Regions from separate parts of the Mus musculus genome. Here all the other regions are linked to region 3. A link is a contact called in public promoter capture Hi-C data. All regions are on one chromosome and are shown on one strand. The core of a region is the stretch at or near the end of the contact, and the rest is flanking DNA. Distances in the headings are between cores, read along the strand shown.

Region 1 (4,219 bases), core at 1,135-3,634, 2.8 Mb before region 3:
CAAAATAAAAGTAAAATGTCTCTCCCTGGGTCCATGGGCTATTCTCGGATTCTTGCCCACTGTAACAGTGTCAGATCTGTGTCCCATCTCAGGAGGTGGTCCTTATGTCCAATCAAAAAACGGTTGGTTACTTCAATAACATTTGTGCTATGGTTGCACCGGTATATATTGTGGATAGTTCATGATTGTAGGTCACGGGGTCTGTAGCTGGGTGAAATTACTTTTTTCCTCTGGTAGTCCAGCGAGTAACTTCTAGTACTGTGAATGCTATTCAGAAGGGGTTAAGCTTTTAGCTGGGTAGCAGCTAAGCTTCGAGTTTGGTGATATAAATGTCAATAGGACCTTATCAAGCTGTGGTGAGAAATCAATAAACTTGGTAAAAGCCTGTGATTTTTTTTTTTGGGGGGGGGGGGAGATGTGGAAACCCCTTTGCTCAATGACTCCAAAACCTGCAATCCATCCCTATATGGGGGGGGGGGGGAAGGTTACTTGGTGACATGAGACGTCTAGGTGAAGCATTGTCTCACCTGTCATTTGGTGACAATTTAAATTCATTTCACATATGTGAAAAAGGGTTAGCAAGGTCCTACAGTAGTAGGTTGTTAGGTGGTTTCTCAGTTGGTGTTAGCTGTTAGTTACCCCTCAATTATATGCTCCTTTGCCCTGCTCTCTTGCCTTTCCCTATTCTGGCTTTTTCTTTACCTCTTAATAACACTACATTCTTTTTCCCCCCTTTTCCCCACTTCCCTTTCACTCCAGCACTGCTCGCTCTGGCCTATAGGGTTTTTTATTTGTTTCTCATTAAGGATGGTTGTGAGCCACCATGTGGTTGCTGAGATTTGAACTCATGACCTCCCGAAGAACAGTCAGTGCTCTTACCTGCTGAGCCATCTCACCAGATAACACTACATTCTACTCCCCCTTCCTTGTAAAATCCTTTCTTCTCTACTGTTCCCTTACTAGCCTGACTCTTAGCTTGAAAGCTCACAGGCACATATAAGAGAAAACACACAGTATCTAATTTGCCTTCTGTGTACGGGTTACCTCACTCAGGATAATTGCCTCTAGTTACATCTATTTACCTGAAATTCCCCCTAGTTTCATTTTTTTTCACAGCTGAATAATATTCCGTTGTGTTAATTTCGTTATCTGTTCATCCATTCGTGAACATCTAGACTGTTTCCAATTTCTGTTTATCACGAATAGAGCAGCGACAAACAGGGACGCCTCTGTAGTAGGATCCTTTGGGCACATATTGAAGAGTCACATAGCTGGACCTTGAGGTAGACCTTTCTAAGGAACCACCACACTGATGTCCATAATGGCAGGACCAGTTGTCACTCCCACAAGCAATGGATAAGTGTTGTTCTTCACCCACAGCCTTGCCACCATGTTTTGTTACTTGTCTTATTTATCTTGGCCCTTCTGACTGGGGTAAGATGATTTGTTTTTCGAGACAGGGTTTCTCTGTGTAGTCCTGGCTGTCCTAGAACTCACTCTGTAGACCAGACTTGCCTCGAACTCAGAAATCTGCCCGTTTCTGCCTCCCAAGTGCTAGAATTGAAGGCATGCGCCACCACCGCCGGCGGTAAGATGAAATCTTAAAGTAGTTTTCATTTGCATCTCCTCATGATGTTGGACATTTCTGTGGGAGTTTCTCAATCATTTCCATTTCTTGAGAGAGGAATTTTCTGATCAGTCAACCGAGCAGAAGTACATCTCCTGAATTCAAAATGAATTCCTACTACTCCACCAAACAAAGACCAAATCAAGTTCTCATTACTGAATGATCTTTCCAGGGTGATTCCAAGGTCCTTTCGGGAACTTTTTTTTTTTAATGACTCATTTATACACAGTGTTTTCTTGAGTTCAGTGCCCTTTTCAGAGCCCACAGAAAAATTTCAAAGACCTATCTCGGTATTACTTAAAGGCTAAATAAACTTTAATTTTAGTCTTTTCTTGTATCAGTAGCCATACACGGAGACATTTCTTTTCATGCTATAACTTAACTTCACAGCGTTACTGATCTACCAATTTAACTCTTTGGAAGCAAATTAATTTTTTATATCTCCCCCTAGGCACGTCGATACTGAAGTTAGTCAATCTGAATATCAACTTCCTAGTCATTGTATTTCCAACGTTGCTTAAAAAAAAAAAAAAGCAAACTAAAATCACCCATTAATCTTGTTCATAAAGAGGTAGAAGCACTGTGCCAAGTGGACGACTGATGCCCTCAGGTCAGTAAGTCAGTCTTTCTAGTCAGGGAGGGCGGGGCTGCGAGGTGGTGGGCGGGTCCCGCGGGACGGTGGGCGTGACTTCACGCCCCGCCCCTGGCGCGCGCCCGCCTCGGGCTCCGCTGCCCAGGCGGAGCCGCGCAGTAAAGCGGAGCGAGGGGGGCGGGGCTTCGGCACCTCCTCCATCCCTGGCTGCGGACCGCAGGGATGTTCCCGGCTCAGGAGGAGGCTGACAGGACCGTGTTTGTGGGCAATTTAGAGGCCCGAGTGCGGGAAGAGATTCTTTACGAGCTGTTCCTTCAGGTACCGTCCGCGGGGAAGGCCGGGCGGCGGCTGCGGAGCCCCGGGACCCCGCCCCACCGGAGCTCCGCTCTCCCTTCCCTCGCTTAGGCTCGCAAGTGTGCAGCCGGGGATGAGCGGCTCGTACTCTCCTTCCTCTGCAGCCCCGGGTGGGCAACGACCTCCCACCCCCCACCCCCCACCCTGGCAGCCCCAGGCCAGGACTCCCGGAGCCTCTCCGGGCCCTGGATGTGCTGCGGGAACACGAAACAACCCCGTCACTGTCCTCACGGGATAGTAAGCACCCTTCTGTCCAACCTAGAAAATGGCACCTGCGAGAAAGATACTTCTCTTGAAAACCTTTCCCTAGCTGTCACCCTTTCTCCCAAGCCTTTGGATGGGGAGAGCATTTTGTTGTTGTTGTTGTAGAATCATACAAGTGATTTCTGAAATGCTAGGCAGTCAATTCACCATGACTAACTTAATGGATTCCCTAGTCATGACACTGTATTTCATATTCGGACCTTCAGGACTTTTTTGAGAACTGGAGAGCACACGTCTGGGTCCCTCTTGCCAGAGACGGCTGTCTTCAGCCCTTCATCTAATTGGTTAATGACTCAGAATTATAGAGCAAATCGAAAGTGGTGATAAGGGGCTCTAAAGGGGGAATCAAAACTGTTTTTCACGGATTATGCGTATCTGCAAAAGGGACAGGTAATAATAAGGAAGGGGAAAAAGAATAAAACCTGTTGAAAGTGAGAACACAGCGGTCTGCAGTGAGGCCAGTATCCGAGTCTCGAACTTAAATGTAAAATGGGACTAATTAATCGTCTCTGAAATGCAATGTGATTGCCAGAAATACACTTCTCTTTATGAAACAGCTACAGGCAGCGCTGTTGGTTGCTGCTGCTGCTAATAGGACTGCTATTGTTATTACTAATAATGCGAACCATTGCTACTAAAAAGAAAAAAAAAAGTCACAGTGACTTCCGCTTTCAAAATAAGAGAAAATTCTCGGGGACACAATAACAGAGATGCATTTCTAGAGTGAGGTTGTGGGTACCAGTAGTGATTTTTTTCCCCTAAATTTTAAAGGACTTACTTATCTCTAAATTTAAGGAAGGAATCTCTTTGCCACGCATAGATGCTAAACAAGAAAACATAAGATCTTTATTTTATCCATTGCCACTTTACAGTATTCCCTCTATAAACACCATTATCTGTTTTGTGACCCAATATGATTTGAAATTCACTATTCGGAAGGGGAGTAATTTCAGCCTCTCCAGAAATCATTGCTTCTGAACCCCCGGGGAGTGGGGGTGGGGTAGAGGAGGGCTGAGGAAAGTGGGGTTGTGGGATTACAAATCCCCTAAGACCTCAGCTCTCTAGTCAGTAAGTACTAGGTCCAAATCAGTAGTGTACACACAGAAGGCAAGATACAGTATTTCTTCATTTCTTTTCATGATTTCCTTTTCCCACTTAATTAAAATTTAAGCTCCATGGAACAGGTCAAGCAGTAAGCCTGTGTTTTCATTTTACCCAGAGAGAATTTGCTAACATAGATTATCATTTAAAAGACTTAACATATTCAAGAGCAAAACCCCCCAAACCACTTGACAGCTGCCCTGAAAATGTCTCATACTGACTTTCAAAGAAGCTTAAGTGATATAATATCACTTTGTTGATATCAGAAAAGTCCGTTGAAT
Region 2 (4,697 bases), core at 2,156-4,655, 2.0 Mb before region 3:
TTTTTTTTCCTGATTAAAATTTAAATGCCTTAAACATATTTTTAGCTGAACGATCTTTTAACTTCATACATCAAAGTGTTATTACTGTGCTGGAAAGACAGGAGTTACTTGCCATCTTCAGACCCCCCCCACCCCCCACCCCCAAAAAAAGAATCTAACACCTTTAACCTCCTAGGTCCTAAGCCACTCTGATTTAAAATGATCTCCGTGTCATGGTCTTCTGCTGCTGGTTTGCGATGAATGTAAGTGATTAAGAATAACCTCTTTTCCTCTCAACTGTCTGGAGAGCCAGGGATGGCAGATCTATCCTGCTCTCCCTATGTGTTCCATTAGATTGACATATTTTGCCTCATCTGTCACCTTCCTCAAAACTCTGCTTTCAGATAGGAGTTAATTCATTTTTTTTGGTTGTCCTCAATGTTCTAAAATAGTGATGTCTGGCAGAATTAATGCAGTGCTCTAGTTCTCTCTGTTCGGCTGATATTTAATTAAAGATCTGGGAGGCCATCTTTCAGGCGACACCGTGGAAGGAGGAGCCTTACTCCCTCCTTGGACAATGTGATAAGCCACATGGCAGAGGGTGCCTCCTTCAGGCCTCCTGTTTAACAGACTGCTTCCCTGCAAACAGTCCTCCAGCAGGACAGGTTGTATAGCACTTCCCTTCACACTGACTGTATGCTCAAACACATGATCTCACAGGCATCGACTCTCTACTCCCTAACCTTCTCCACATCCAAACTGTTGGTAAGTGGCACCACTCCTCCCTCTCTATATTTTTTTAATCATAGCTTCTGTCCCCCACCTCCCCACCCCAGAACCTCTCAAGGCACTGAGAACACTTATTTTGTAATATTTCTTGAATCTCTAATAACACAGGAAAATCTTTGCACAGTCAGAGCCACCTTGGAGCACAAGCTAAAAGAAGCTATCTTTAAAAAATTTTTTTTTTCTTTTGAGTTAATATCTTCTGGAGACTAGCCCACTTGAGTTGATATGTCATAATTTTTGATTCCGAAAGCGGCATGGGTAATTTAAATTGGCACTTGCTATGCATTACTGAAATAATTGTTCTCCGGGATGGCCTTTGGAAAGCCTAAACTTCTAATCATGTTTTGACTATACAGGAACCATAAGGGATGTGTCAACGTAAGCAGACTCCAAGAGCAATAGACTAACAAACAGACTCTAGGTGGTGGTATAGGTTATTTTTTAATCACAATGTTTTGCTCTTAAAGCTGTAGGAGTCAAAGCCTTGGCCTTATCCACAAACATTTTGCCATTGCTAACGCACAATATTTTCAGATCTCTCGATTATAAAAATTCAAGTTCGGCAAAGTTTGGAAACACAGATAGGTGGCTCTAAGTCTTCTCGTAGCCACTGAAGCCTGGTTTCCAAGTATCTTGAAGGCACTTCACAGGACTCATCTGTATACAAACAAGCAGCAACCGAACTTCCCTCCTTAGAGTTTGTATGTCTACTTTTTAAGTATATTTTCTTCATGCTCCAGTCCCTGAAAGGCTAAGTGTGGAGAGAAGTGTCCCCAGTAGAGTTATTATAAAACAGGCTGGAGTAAGTATCTGGTTTGCAGGTACTGCCTGCTACAATTCTGACTCTCCTTCTTTGTCTACAGTAACTAAGTCCTGTACAGAAATTTCCTGTTGGTTTTGAAGTCCCTGAATCAATTAAACCCTGTTGGATATTACCAAACTGCTGGGCAAAACCAGGGCAACTCACTTGGAAGTGGAAGATTTCAACATACTCCAGACAGCAGCCACTCTTAGGGGCCGTGCATAGGAAGCACCGTTTGTTTAAAAAGTCGACTTATTTCACTCTTAGACAAAGGTGGCAACCTGATGATTAAACACTGGATAATTGCATCTGGAAGATGCCGCCCACTTGCTAAACCTGTGATTCACTAATAAGCGGGTTCAATGTAATTCATAACTTTAAAGAATTACTAAAGCCCCTGCTTTACAAAACCCAAGAAACACAGACCACACATCATTTAAGCATGTATTCGTATACACAGACACAGACAGACAGACAGACATGCCAATCTTGGTTTACTTTTAGTCTGTCTCTCTTTCTCTAAAAACACGGTTTTCCTTCAGTGTCACAATCAGCTTACATGAGCAGACAAACTCCAGCCTGGTGCCACAAAAAAATGAGTTAAAAGTTCTTGCACCTAATCATGTCCGGACTTTCCCCCAACTAAAATGACCCATTAATTAAAACAACAACGACGACGACAAAGTATTTTAACGTGAAATTACCTAACGTTCCGTTTTTCGTTTACGACCTCCAGAATCCAGTTAAATTACTGACATGATGGAAGGTAGAAACTCCTGGAATGCCTTAGAGATCAACATGTGTCAGACTCTCTGCCTGTCCGCCTTTTAAACACAGTGGATTCCTTTGTTCCTTCAGTCTGAATATCAACTCCTGATTAAAATTTGGAAAGTACTTTGGAAAGGGATAGGAGGGTCTGGGGAATGTTTGCACGCTAGAGGGTTTCTTCTAACAACAATAGTATTAAAGGAGGACAGTGGCACCAGAGAGGAGAGCGGTCTCCCCGGACTTTACCAGGCTCATGCGAGTGAACCCCCTCTCGGATGCTGGGGGAACTGGGCTGAGGCCTCGGGTGCAAGGAGCCTCGCCCTCCCTCGGCAAGCGGGGAGCTCGTGCCCAGCAGGCCGGGCCTGGGGCTCAGTGCTGCCCCTTCTCCGAGTCACTTTTCCCGGCCGGGGATCGGCGAGCACCGCGCAAGGGAGACGGCAGCGATAGGCGGGGAGCAGCGCGGGCGCCACCGAGAGCACCGCTGGGCGGCAGGACCGAGCGGCGCGGCAGCCAGCGCCCGGGGCTCGGGGCCAACGGGGGCAGCTGGGCGGGCGAGCTCGACCGGGGCCCCGCGACCCGGCCACCCGCGTGGGTCCCGGCGCAGAACACCCAGGGCGGCTGCGCCCCTCGCGCCAAGGCTGGCACGGACGAGCCCGCGGCTGGGAACTCCACAACTTGGCGGCTGCGCCGGCCGGGCCCGCGAGTTCCAGGGGAGAGCCGGAGCGGGGCGCGGCGGAGGGCTGTCCCCGGGATCCGTGTTCCCGGAGCTCCCCGCGGGCCTCCCCCGGCCTCCGCCGCCTCCACGGGCCGCGCACCCAGGCCGTGCCCGGGCGGCGCGGCGTCCGCTCCCGCGAGCTCCGCACGGAGCCCGGGCCGCGATTGCCACTCACCGAGGCCGCCGCGGCTCCGGGCCGCCGATCCGCGTCGCTCCCTCCTTCCCAGGTTAGCCGTGCCCTGCGGCCGCGCGAGGCCACGGGCGCTGCGCTCGGGCGGGCTGGGGCCGGCTCGTCCTCCGCCTGCGCCGCGGTCGCCGTCGCCTCCCGAGTTCGGGGCTCTGCTGCAATGTCTGCGAGGCTGACTTTGAGCGCCTCGCTCGCCGCCCGCCCGCCGCAGCCGCGCTCCTCCCTCCGCCGCCGACTTCGCGGCGGCCGGGTCCCTCCCCTCGCTGCTCCACGCCATTCAGCTCTTCAGCCAAGTTTCTTAACCCTTTTCTGCCCCTCCCTCCCATTGTCACCCGGGCCGAGCGCGCACCCGGAGGCTCGGCGGAGCCGGGGAGCCCACCGGGCGTCTGCAGGCCTCCTCGCCGGTGCTCCGGGTGGGGGTCCGGGACTGATCGGCCTTGAAGGCAGAGAGAGGACGCGGTTGGACCCGGAGAAGGAGGGGGTGCTGTGCTTCCCGAGCCGGCGCCCTGGCTTCCCAGCCCCGTCCAGCCAGCCGCCTGGACAGATTCCCCGCTAGGGGCCAGGCGATCGCCCATGTCACCCGTGCCGGGGCAAACGCTGGGGGCACCACAGGGGCGTCGGGGCACCTTAATCCTACCCCAGGTTCCCCAGCCTACGTGCTGGCACCTTAAGTGTCTCCCTTTCTCCCGTTTCACCCCACAAACACGCGTTCTTTTGGCGCCCTTTACCCACCCTCAATTTCCACCTCCTTAAAATCTGTGTCCCGCTCAAATCCCGGAAGCTGCGGCGCTGTATAACTCTAGGTCATTTTGACCCCATGCTCAGCACCTAGTAGGACCCAGTGATAAATATGGCATGATTCCAAGCGGAAAACTGGAAAGGAGACCTGAGGAGTGCACAGCTAGCTCCCTAGACGGACGCAGGACCCAGGAACCTGGTTTCTCTTCTGCTGCTTTGTCACTGCGAAGTCTCCAGCAGGGTCTGCCCGCCAAACTGCACCACCCCCAGGAAGGATCTGACCCAACAGGACTAGGAGATGGGCTGTCACTTCTTTAAAGCAGCTCTTGCTGGGTTCAGAGTCTCAATAAATAACAATTACATCATATAGCCAGGGTGGCAATGCAGGGAAACTTGGGTTTCCTGCAGCCTGGTCTCGCTGAACCCGCCTCTAAATTTGAGGTGGGCTAACAGATTGGTGAGGCGAGAAAGTGGAGGGAGGAGAGAAAAATAAGAAACCATGATCTCTTCCTCGCCTTGTGTTTTCTGCTTTTAAAACCTATTCTCTCTACTCCCTTCATATCTTACTTGTGAAGCCTCCTTTTAACGCTCCCCCTACCCCAGATGTCTCTGTCTCGTTTGTTTTTGACTCTAGTCATGAAAAGAATTACCTGCGGGAAGACTTGTGGTTGCAGAAGTTGTTTTTGTTTGACATTAAAAAAAAAAAAAAAAGGCTAAAG
Region 3 (4,255 bases), core at 629-3,128:
TAACGTCATCTTTCTGGGCGCCAATGTCGGGCCCTAATGTATTGACTATACAGTGAACTAGCTTAACAACAGTCTGGCAGTCTGGTCTTATAAATTAAAAAAAAAAAAAAAAAGATGAAAGAGAAAAAAGAAACACCGGTTTTTAAAGATTTACTAAAACTGCTCTCTTAAGTTTCTTGTCTAATGTGATTTTTACTCTGCGTGCAAATGCAAACGAGGGTCCTCAGAGTGAAGGAAATTCTATATAGTATCTGAGATTTGTCCTGGCAGCCCTACTCACTCGGATCCTAGACGGAAAACACCCAAACGTTCCTCTTGGATGCTTAGAATGCCTAATACACCCTCTACTGCTATGGTCAGCCGGTAGATAGAATCCTCACACACCAGTGGTGGGCACATAGAACTTCAGTCTACTACAACTGCTGTGCCACCTCCCTCCTCCTGCAGTGTGAGGCCTCTTCCGCTCTCCGAAGCTTCCTTTATACTTCATGTATAGCACCTTGTGATGGACCAGCAAAACCCACTGAAACTGAATACACAACTTGGGCGAGGATGTCGCAGATGGAGCCGCATACGCTCCACTCCAAACAAGATAGAAGACTCACACTAGAGAAATGTAATGATTCCTAGACCCCTCTCATTCACCAACTGGGCCAGTACGTGCTACCTAACAGTTTGGGGGATTTGCTTTTTGTTTCCTCAACTTCATATTAAAAAAAATAAATAAATAAAATAAAATTAAGGAAGGAAAGAACCACTTAGCGGTTGCTTTTTGGTTTGTAACAGAAGATGAGTCATACGGACTTATTTATTTTTCTGTTTGAAGGAATGGAATAGCTTAAGAATTAACCCCCTCTTATCAGTGTTCCAGAAGTACCAAAGGCACAGAGAAAGGTCTAAACCTCGGGGGAGGGTGTGTGGGGGGTGTGAATACCACCGGGGACCGGGGGTGGGGGATTAGACCTTAGGCGCCTAGTGCCACCCACACTGTCCCCCAAAGCTCCCATTTTAAACACCGCTTGGTGACGTCACCCCAGGACGTCGTCACCGCGGCGGCTGCTCCTCAAGTTCTACTTTGTTCCACGAGCTCGGCCTTCTAGGAGTTTCTAACTTTGCAGTCTCCCCACCCCCCACCCCCCCCAACCCCTCCCCAGTAACGAAAAAGCCACTCGCAGTTTCTAGAAACCACAACTTCTCCAGGTGGACGCTGCCGAGGTGGAGGGGACGGCAAGCGTGGTCGCGCCGAGAGGCCCTGACCGCCCCGGGCGGCTTTGGCCAGCGGGATCCAGATGCAGCCGGATCGGGCTCCCCTCCCAGCCCGGCGCGGGTGGAGAGAGCCCCCCACGCGCTCCGAGTGGACGGCCTGCGCGCCGCGTCTAACCTGTGCAAACAAACCGGCTTGCCCCTGCCCGCCCGCTGTCGCCTCCCCGGGGGCGGCAGGCGACGTGGCACGCGCCGGAGGAGGCGTCCCAACCCCACCGAGGACCCGCCGCCGCTCCCCTCCGCGCCGCGCATCCCTCGGCCGCTCCGCTTTCGACGTGGCGGCGGGCGCGTCCCAACCTCCCTCCGCCGCGATGCCCGGGGGTCCCCGCCGCGTCCCCTTATGCCAGGCCTGCCCTCCTCACTGCCACCGCGTCCCCGACTCCGACCCCCGGCGGGCTCTCCTCACCGCCGCCGCCGCCGCTCCGGGGGCTGCACCCTCGCCGGGTGCGACCGCGTCCCGTGGCCGGGGAGCCGAGCGCGAGCGCCGCTGCTGCGTCGTCGGGCCGCCGCCGCCGCCGCTGAGCGCGCGCCGACCAGACTGGCGGGCGGCGGAGCGCGCGGCCGACAGGGCGAACGCAGTCCCGACGCGGCCCACGGGGGGCTCGAGGCCCGGAAGAAGGGAGGGGCGATGACTAGGAGAGGCCCGGCGCCGCGAAGAACCAATCCGCGCGCCCTGGGGGCGGGGCTTCCCTCGGGCCCGCCCCCCTCCACCGGTGCGCGTGGCCGGCTCCTGCCTCCGGCCGCGCGCAGAGCCTGGGCTCCGACGGCCGTGCTGGCACGAGGTCGCAGTGCCTCCTGCGCGAGCCCCGAGGGCCTTGCCTCCCTCAGTGGGGTGGGCAGGACGCTTCCTCTTGGCTCTTCGGCCACTCCTCCCCACGCGGGGCTCTCTCCCTTGGATCCGCCCGCCTCTCTGCTGCCTGAGGGCAAGTTCAATCCGGATTCTGCTTTGATGGGCTCTCCCCCTCCTACCCACCTCTGCACGAAGCGGCTGCGGAGGGGAGCTTGGCACTGAGGGCTTGCCAAGTCCCTCCGGTCGTGAGGTCACTAGCTGCCTCCCTGTACGTGAGATGGCTTGGGTAAAACTCTTACCTGGACACTTGGCTGGCAGAGCTCGTGCCTCCATGTGACCGTGGCAGCCTCCTGTTGAGTACGGGGTGTCTCTGCCAGCACTGATGGCCCAATGGATGAGTGGAGTGGCCAGGCTTTGTATTTCTCAGATACTTCTAACTCAAGGACTTGGGGGGGAGGGGTAGCTTTTAAGCCTTGACTAAACACATAAGAAGAGGGAAGATAAACTTTCCGAAGAAAGGCCCATCTTTCCGTCCCTTAGGCTGAACTGGCAGCTAGGTGTTAGTGTTGTGAAAGCAGCTGATAAGTCAGACAGGCCGGAAAAACACAAGACACTCATTAAAAGAGAATTTAAAAATGCAGATTACCATTGTTTTTTTTTTCATTACTTATTTTCTTCATTTACATTTCCAATGCTACCCCATAAGTCCCCCAAACCCTCCCTCCCCCCACTCCCACTTCTTGGCCCTGGTGTTCCCCTGTACAGAGGCATATAAAGTTTGCAAGACTCTTTCTCTTTCCAGTGATGGCCGACTAGGTCATCTTCTGCTACATATGCAGCTAGAGACCAGCTGAGGGGTGGGGGGTGGGGGGCTCCTGGTTAGTTCATATTGTTCCACCTATAGGGTTGCAGATCCCTTTAGCTCCTTGGGTACTTTCTCTAGCTCCTCCATTGGGAGCCCTGTGATCCATCCAATAGCTGACTGTGAGCCTCCACTTCTGTGTTTGCTAGGCCGGGGCATAGCCTCGCAAGAGACAGCTATATCAGGGTCCTTTCAGCAACATCTTCCTAGTGTATGCAATGGTGTCTGCGTTTGGAGGCTGATTATGGGATGGATCCCCGGGTATGGCAGTCTCTAGATGGTCCATCCTTTCGTCTCAGCTCCAAACTTTGTCTCTGTAACTCCTTCCATGGGTGTTTTGGTCCCAATTCTAAGAAAGAGCAAAGTGTCCACACTTTCGTCTTCGTTCTTCTTGAGTTTCATGTGTTTTGCAAATTGTATCTTGTATCTTGGGTATTCTAAGTTTCTGGGCTAATATCCACTTATCAGTGAGTACATATCATGTGAGTTCTTTTGTGATTGGGTTACCTCACTCAGGATGATGCCCTCCAGGTCCATCCATTTGCCTAGGAATTTCATAAATTCATTCCAAGAACTAATTGTTAAAGCTTTATTTAGACTATGTTGGTGATTATAGCCTTGTGAGCCTCAAAAATAATAATTTTTTACCAGAAGTATAAAACCCTCAAACCATTATAAAACTAGTGTGCTATGCCTCTATTTTGTGAGAAGCACTTCTACTATTGTGAAACTAAAGCTATTTCTCAATTTAAAGGGGGTGCTGTCATATACATCCGTGGGACTATTCCCGGAGATGTGCTTTCGTTTAAAACAAATAATCACATTGACGTTGTTTTACTGCTAACAGCTCTTAACTCTACAGTTTCACAAAATAGGTAGTTACAAACATTTTTAACTGCCAGGAAATTTCAAAATCTCATGACTAATGTTCTATGTAATTTTTTTCTTTGTTTGCTTTTTTTGAGATAGGGTTTCTCTGTGTAGCCCTGGCTGTGCTGGAATTCACTCTGTAGATCAGTCTGGCTTCGAAACTCATTGAGATCTGCCTGCCTCTGCTTCTCAATGCTGGGATTAAAAGCGTGTGCTGCCACCACACTGTGATGGCTCAGTGAATTAAGATGGCTCGCATGCCCAGTTAGGATCCCTGTGATAATAATTAATCATTATTAATCTATGGTTATATATAACACTGTGGTTCAGACAACAGTACCATAGCTAAAAAAACTAAACCAAAGGTGAAAACCCCTGAAATCTCACACATTCAGTAAGACTGCACAAATCTGAAACACCTCTGCCCTCTCTCATTTACTTTGCTCCCACATTGTAACTCCTTTCACGCT

The links. Promoter capture Hi-C pulls out the DNA fragments that hold promoters and counts their contacts.
Region 1: a promoter capture Hi-C map of pre-B cells shows a contact between it and region 3, with 2.9 times the contacts expected there. The contact joins the promoter of Rbm11 here to the promoter of Btg3 in region 3. A contact is called at or near these places in 3 of 39 promoter capture datasets (hippocampal neurons, liver and pre-B cells).
Region 2: a contact with region 3 is called in a promoter capture Hi-C map of pre-B cells. The contact joins the promoter of Nrip1 here to the promoter of Btg3 in region 3. A contact is called at or near these places in 1 of 39 promoter capture datasets (pre-B cells), 1 of 484 Hi-C or Micro-C datasets (the G1E-ER4 cell line), 2 of 115 datasets of contacts at active chromatin or transcription factors (astrocytes and pro-B cells) and 1 of 9 other capture datasets (liver).

The regions. Positions count from the first base shown.
Region 1 is chr16:75,590,507-75,594,725 of GRCm38.p6, forward strand. It overlaps Rbm11 (RNA binding motif protein 11), which reads left to right and starts at 2,385. Exons shown (of 5, transcript NM_198302.2): 1 at 2,385-2,537. The coding sequence starts at 2,442.
Region 2 is chr16:76,369,644-76,374,340 of GRCm38.p6, forward strand. It overlaps Nrip1 (nuclear receptor interacting protein 1), which reads right to left and starts at 3,406. Exons shown (of 4, transcript NM_173440.3): 1 at 3,229-3,406.
Region 3 is chr16:78,374,932-78,379,186 of GRCm38.p6, forward strand. Btg3 (BTG anti-proliferation factor 3) reads right to left here and starts at 1,879. Exons shown (of 5, transcript NM_009770.3): 1 at 1,670-1,879.